2 separate regions of the Zea mays genome follow, and region 2 is linked to region 1. Evidence: chromatin contacts called from public Hi-C data. All regions are on one chromosome and are shown on one strand. The core of a region is the stretch at or near the end of the contact, and the rest is flanking DNA. Distances in the headings are between cores, read along the strand shown. Region 1 holds the start of LOC100285043 (LMBR1-like conserved region family protein). Region 2 has its middle 41 kb from the start of LOC103654237.

Region 1 (3,562 bases), core at 395-2,894:
CGTGCTCAAGGTGGTCGTGCCGAAGGTGAAGGAGCAGCAGCGCAAGGACGTGTTCCAAGTCAACGTCGAGTAGATGTTTCCAAATAGAAGCAAGTGCCGGTACGGGATGGAGGATTGGAGGGGCACTGCCAAACTAGGATTCCTCTCTCTCAATCTGATCTGGATTCTGGAATCAGATTTCTCTTCTTTCATTTTTCTCGTCTATCTTCTATCAGTATGAAATAAGCAACGTCGCTTCAGTTTTCGTGTCAAGGCCGGTGGAGTCGCCTATGTTTATTTTATTTTCTTTGTATTTCCTACCTGGACACACGTTCTCTATGCCGTGTTTGGTTTCCGCAGATTTTTAAAATATGCATGTTCAAACCCAACTCTCACTTATTCTTCAGATTTTGTTTCTGCTAGCGCTCCAAGGCATAGAATAAACTCACTTTGGATCCGATCCATAATATATTTAGGGACTCAAAAAGGACGTGTAAACTAACCCTAAAACATATATTAATAACGAATACATCCCAAAACACATATTAGTAACGAATAGTGGTTAAACATATTAATAACGAATACATCCCAAAACACATATTTAGTAACGAATAGTGGTTTTTTTACTTTCCCGTTCTTCCCAAAAATTTGCGTCTGGCATCTTTCTCAATCCATTCGTTCTTCCCAAAATTTTGCCTCTTGCATCTTTCCCAATCCATTCCTTCACGTATTGGTTTTAGAGAAACCGTTGAGTACATAATTCATTCTTAAAACCTTTTAACCTACTCTTAATAATATTTTTTGGTAAAATTTTTAACCTACTTTTAGAGTTGCTATTAAAATCAGCTCCTCAAAATCTACCCTAAACCAAACACGCCCTATGCAAAACTGAGGAAGGCGCAGCCGTCGGACACGTTCGGATGTTCCCATTATTCGACTTCCTCTGCAAAAGATCCATGACGTATTATCCAGACAACAGAGATGCGTTAATCGCCCTCTTCATGTGACCTTGATCCTAAATCGATCGCTGGGAAAAATTAACTATTTGCCACAATTTAGAGGTGAGTGGCAAAGAACTGAGTGAACCAACTGAACCTATTTTTTAGAACCCAAGCTTGGTGAGCATTAACAATATATCACTGTGTTCAACTGTGTCAAAATCTTTTTTTATCTTCAAAAATCTAGCTTAAGACTCATCACTCCCTCTTGGAATGTTTACACTGATGCAAGTATTCATAGCCCAAGCAAGACAATCTTGGATAGTACGATTTTTAATGAAACCATACTGTTTTTTATGAACTGTCAGCTATGAGTTCTGTGATTAACTTGATAGCTATGCTAAGATGAGAAATTGACCTGAAGTCAGAAACCTTAACCGGGTTATTCACCTTAGGAATTAATGCAATGAATGAAATATATTTATAAAGTTTGGATTGAAATATATTTATAAAGTTTTTAAAACTAAATAAGTTAGAAGTTTTTTTTGAGATATCCGACCTTGTGTTTGAGGGTCGTCGTAAACCGCTTCTTGGTGCGCTTCGTGGTGGACGGCGGAGATGCAACCTTGGCGTGCGTGCCAGTACGCTTTCCGAACTCCACCGAACGATCCTGTTTGGTCCATCGTCACCTTCCTCTTCCTTCTTCGGTTCTTCGCCAGCCGTGCGCGCTTCTCCACTGCCCTGGAGACAAAGGAGCACCCCGCGATCTCCCGGCGGGACCCGGCCCCACCTCCCCGCCCGCGTGCCTCTGAAACGGAGAAGCTGCCGGTTCCCAGCCGGCCAGGCTACTCCGACTCTTCCTTTCCCTCCAGCCGGCGAGGCGTCCAAGCGGATTAGCGGAGAGCGTCGGGGCGGCGACATGTGGGTGTTCTACCTGATATCGCTGCCTCTGACGCTGGGCATGGTCGTCGTCACGCTCCGCTACTTCGCCGGCCCTGCCGTGCCGCGCTACGTTGTCGCCACCGTAGGATACGCATGGTTCTGCTCCCTCTCCATCATCATCCTCGTCCCCGCCGACATCTGGCAGGTCAGATCCCTTGCCGCGTCCCTCTCCCACCTTTTCATCCACCGTCCCCTGTTCCGGCCATCGTCGGCCCCAGGCTCCGCCGGCTTGGCTGTCGGTGTTGTTAGATCCACCGGGTGTGGCTCGTGTCGTGTTCTAGTTGCGTTGCAATCTTGGGGTGTATGTAGGAATTGAATCACAAACTTCGTGTTACTGCTGGAGCACGCTTATGAATTGACGCGTCTTGCTACGGATGAGGTATGCGAAGCTGCTGACAAATGCAGTGGAAGCCTTGTACGAGGGACGAGGCAAATTGATTGTTACTGTTAGTATGTTACCCTGGGATTAGGAGTAGTGCATATAGGGCCTGTTTGGATAGGCTCCTACGGCGCCGCAGCACGCCTAAGGTGCGGCGGCCGATTTGGGCGCCACACCCGCGGCGGCCGGAGTGTGGCGCGGTGTGGCGCCCGAGGCAGCCTACCAAACAGGCTCATAATGTGCATGACTGCAATTTACTTTTAGACAACTCTGTTTCTACACTATTTGAGCCTCAATAACTGAGTAACTGATTTTGGTTCAACCCTCTATAGTCCTGATGCCACCTTCGAATCTTCATTTCTCTTTTATAGTTATGGAGTTAATTCAGTATTCTGTCAAATTCATGAATGGGATTTCATCATTTTTAGGTTTCACACTCTTGAGTAGTTACATTAGCCACAGAAACCAGGTGCAGTATAATCTTTGGCTAATGAAAAACCCTAGCAGCTAACTTGGCCTACCTTAATGTTTCTGTATTTAGTAGTACAGATTTGAGCATAGATCAAATTTTTATGTTCTTTTTAATCTTTCAAAGCCACCCCCTTCCCTTTACAAAAATATACGTATATCCATTAAATAATATTGATAAATTTATTAGTTGTAATGAAATGACAAATTTATCTACCGGGCTTGAAAATTCTCTTTTTGTACTCCTTTGGTTCAAACCCTTCTATCATTCTATCGCAGACATTAACTGCCAGTGCGAAGGGGGGCATTGGATTCTTTTGGAGCTGGTCCTATTGGAGCACATTTATCCTAACATGGTATGCTATGAACATGTATTGCATAAGTTCCGCCCGATGGTTGAATTTCCCTGTTCTTAGTGTCATAAAAAACAAAGAAAAAACATATATTTGATGACTTGATACATCCATTTCCAGTTATAACCACGATTTTAGTACTATTTCTCAAAATGTGCAATCTCTTCATTCTATGCTGCTCCATCATTTGGGCATCAATGCAACTCTTTTGGTTTTATCCAAACTAGGTCGGTACTTGGGAAAACACTGGCTATGCATTATATGGCCTGTAGAAAGAAAAAAAATCCTGGAAATTTTATCTTCCTGTTCATATAATACAATCTATATTAACTGCTTGATTTTGAGGCTTTGAGTGTATCCAATCTTATGCTGAATGTATTATTGTAGCATACTCATTTCCTAGTAGGACAGCTCTGTTTGAACTTAGTTCTCTTGTATAATCATAGTTATGGTTCGCTTACATCTTCCGTCACAATTTTTCTTGGATGCACTAGTGTTTCTTC
Region 2 (3,473 bases), core at 958-3,457, 140 kb before region 1:
ATTTACTTACACTTAGTAATTGCTAATAAAATTTTGACCAACTTATAAAAGCAATGCTCAGCTTTAGCCCCTATTTTGTTGATCAGCCTTACACTTCACATGAACTCCCACCTTTGGTGAGTTCATGCACATTATTCCCCATGACTTGTTGAGCTATGAACATATGTGAGCTCACTCTTGCTGTCTCACACCCCCCACAGGAGAAGAACAGGTGGTCGAAGAGGAGCCGCCTAACTCTGAGGCTTTCGACTTGATCTAGGTGGCGTCTCCCAGTCAGCTTTGTGGCGCCAGGGAATAATATTTAGTTCACTTTACTTTATCATTTATTTTTGTAAGACTTCCGCTATGTAATAAGTACATTTATGATATTTATGACATTTATCTCTATGCACTCTGTTATTATATGTGTTGTTCTTCCTTGGCGCACATATGAGATGCATCCGGATTTGTCCCTTAAATCCGGGTGTGACATACTAATATATTATTCAATAAAGGGATACCCAAATATCCTTTTATTCAATCTTTATTAAAAACCATATTGGTTTTCGGAGAAGTAACTTCTAGTTAAGAAACAAAAATTCTTATTCCATGACCCTTTTAATCTAAAACATTTAGAGAGTTTTACAATATTCTCCAAATAGGAATTTGGAGTGTTACACCCCGCAAGGATCACCACACAATTAGGTGTCTTTTGCTTGCTTTACAAAACACTTGAAAAGATCAGAGTGAGAAGAAGAAAACAACCAAGCAACAAGAGCAAAATTGGAACACAAATCACCCTCTCAAGTCACTAAACACTTTAGAACACTTGACTTGATTTTGGAACTTGGAAAGGATTTGAGGCTTTGAATGTGTCTTTGGAATGTATTTTTTGCTCTTGTATTGAATGAAGAGAGTGGGATGCTCGCATGACTTGAATGGAGATGGTTGGGGTATTTATAGCCCCAACCACTATTCTAGCCGCTGGCTGACTGCTCTGTCGATGGGCACACCGGACTGTCCGGTGGTGCACCGAACACCCCACTGTTCACTGTCCGGTGAGTGCCACGTCAGCCGACCATTGGGGTATGGAGCGGTTGAACGTTGAAGTCATCTGCCCTTTTGCTGCACCGGACAGTCCGGTGCAACTTGACGTTGCAGACTATCTTCTGACTTATGTGCTATAGACCGTGCCACAGTTAGTGCAGTCGACCGTTGCGCGAAGATGACTGTTGCTCCGAGGGCTCACCAGACAGTATGGTGGTACACTGGACAGTTCGGTGAATTTTAGTGGACGAGCGCCGAGGATTTTCGAGAGCGGCCTGTTCGTGGAGTGCTCCAGCCACGGCAGCGGACAATGTCTGGTGCGCCACAGGCTGCAACAATCATGTTTTGTTCCAAGTGTGTAGAATTCCCCCAAGGTCATTTTCTTTGTATGTCTATGTGAACTTTATGCGCCTGAGAAAAATATCCACTAGGCAAACTAGTTAATCCATATGGTTTGTGATGGACATCAAACACCAAAATCAATTATAGGAAACATTGAGGTCATGTCCTTCCAAATGGGCTGCCTGGATCCACCTTGTTGAGTTCTTGTATAATTCGTCCCATCACTCCTCCATCGGTTGCTCCCCATTTGTGGCTCTATATGGCTATGAACCACACCATTTTGGTATTTAGCCTGATAATGCTGTGGCTTCCCAGACCTTGGTCATTGGCTGCGTGACCGAGAAGCTAAGACAACGCTCATCAAACAACATCAGGTTTGGTCTCATGCACGCATGAAAAGACATGCTGACAAGGGACGATCCGAGCGCGTGTTTCAGGTGGGAGCTGAGGTGTTTGTAAAGCTCCAGCCGTACATCCAATCATCTTTAGCACCTCGGGCTAACCATAAATTGGCATATAAATTCTTTGGTCCATTCCGGGTGTTGTATCGTATTGGTTCCATTGCATATAAATTGGAATTTCCACCTTCATCATCCATTCATCCGATGTTTCATGTCTCACAGCTGAAGCTTGCTGCCCCAACTGCTCATTAGGTTTGTCCCATCCTTCTAGCTGATATCACTGATCATCGATTTCCTGAGCAGGTTCTACGTTGTCGCATCTTTTCTCATGGCCTACGTCCTCGCCACCAAGCTTTAATCAAGTGGTTCAATTGGCCGGCCTCAATGGCGACTTGGGAAGATGAGGACTCCTTACGTTAGGCGTTTCCTTTTGCGCCGACATGGGGACAAGCTGCGACACAATAGGGGGGATGTTACACCTGCATCTCCACCGTCAGCACTTGAGGGACTTTGGGTGTGTTTGGTTTGGCTTTTGACTTTGGCTTTTATCCCCTAAAAGCCAAAAGTCAAACCAAAGGGCTGGATCTAGAAAGCAGCTTTTTCTAAAAGCCAACTTTCTCGCAGTGCAAAAATAAAAGCACCCCTGGACCTGCTTTTAGTGGCTTTCAGATAGAACTGTGAAAACATATATCGAAGAACTTTTAATGATTTTTAGTGGTTTCGACCAAACAGATTTAGCTTTTTAGCAGCTCACAGCCTACAGTAGCTTTTCCCATAGCTCACAGCCCACAGCAGCTTTTTTCACATCCACAGTGCAAGGGCGCCCAATTGTCGGATCCACAACAACAATTGGGTCCTGTAAGCGTTGTGAGGTGTGAGGCCAATGGGCCGTTGTGGCGTCGCGTGTGTGTGTGCAGCCTAGTTGCCACGACGCGCATAAAAGCCACTGGCTTCTGTAAGGAGAGACATTCAGAGAATTGTGAACAGAACGATTCCCGGTATCTCATCTTCTTCCTCTCCAAGCATTCCCTTCTTCCTTCCTCCCCACTCTATCGTGTTAACACGACGCTGGGTGTCATTTTTCTGTATTTTGCATGATCAATTCCCAAATGTTGACAAGTGCAGACATCAGCCCGAAGGTTTCAGCGAAGCCATCTCCGATTAACCAAGAAGTGTCGCCAGAGTGCAAGGAACCGAAGGGTATCAGCGAAGTCATCTTCAGCCGTCTTAGGCCCCTATTGGAATTTGTCGGTTCCTACAAAATAAACTATTTTCTATGAAATTTCTGTATAGTTCTTGTGAAATTTATCTTCTAAAGACGTTTTAGACCAACTCTAATATTATCTCCAATAGCTTATTCATCTCCATATCTAAATTCAAACTCCACCCTCTGAGCAGTGTAGTTTATAGTGTAAAATTATGTTTTAGGTGATTATATTGGTGAACTACTGAATATGATCCAACAACCACCCTACCACGCTCCCTATCCATTTTTTCTGTGGCTCGACGAACTTTCATGGCCTGCCTCCTATCGCACAATGCAAAATGGAAGTGTTGGGGACTTGTTCTCAAACGCTAAGAGTCAAGAACAAGGCAACACAAAGTATTAAATGTTAATGTCCTTTGTCCTTCGAAGCATTATTTCCCTTAGGATATAACGATCTTTGGACGAAGGTCATGAAGGACGTACCTTCGTCATCATGG

Evidence for each region. Hi-C and Micro-C count contacts between places; a contact is called where the count stands out from the background.
Region 2: a Hi-C map of leaf shows a contact between it and region 1, with 2.1 times the contacts expected there. The contact joins the enhancer-like site here to the promoter of LOC100285043 in region 1. A contact is called at or near these places in 3 of 25 Hi-C or Micro-C datasets (ear, leaf and an unstated tissue).

What each region holds. Positions count from the first base shown.
Region 1 is chr4:184,764,927-184,768,488 of Zm-B73-REFERENCE-NAM-5.0, reverse strand. It overlaps LOC100285043 (LMBR1-like conserved region family protein), which reads left to right and starts at 1,644. Exons shown (of 13, transcript NM_001318030.1): 1 at 1,644-2,004; 2 at 2,986-3,062. The coding sequence starts at 1,837. It overlaps LOC542602 (low molecular weight heat shock protein precursor), which reads left to right. Exons shown (of 2, transcript NM_001112137.1): 2 at 1-366. The coding sequence ends at 73.
Region 2 is chr4:184,908,870-184,912,342 of Zm-B73-REFERENCE-NAM-5.0, reverse strand. No RefSeq gene overlaps it. Among protein-coding and RNA genes, the nearest start is that of LOC103654237, 41 kb to the right of the region's middle. Within about 2 kb of position 2,207, at least 2 of the 20 cell types and tissues checked have an H3K27ac peak or open chromatin away from gene starts, as enhancers often do.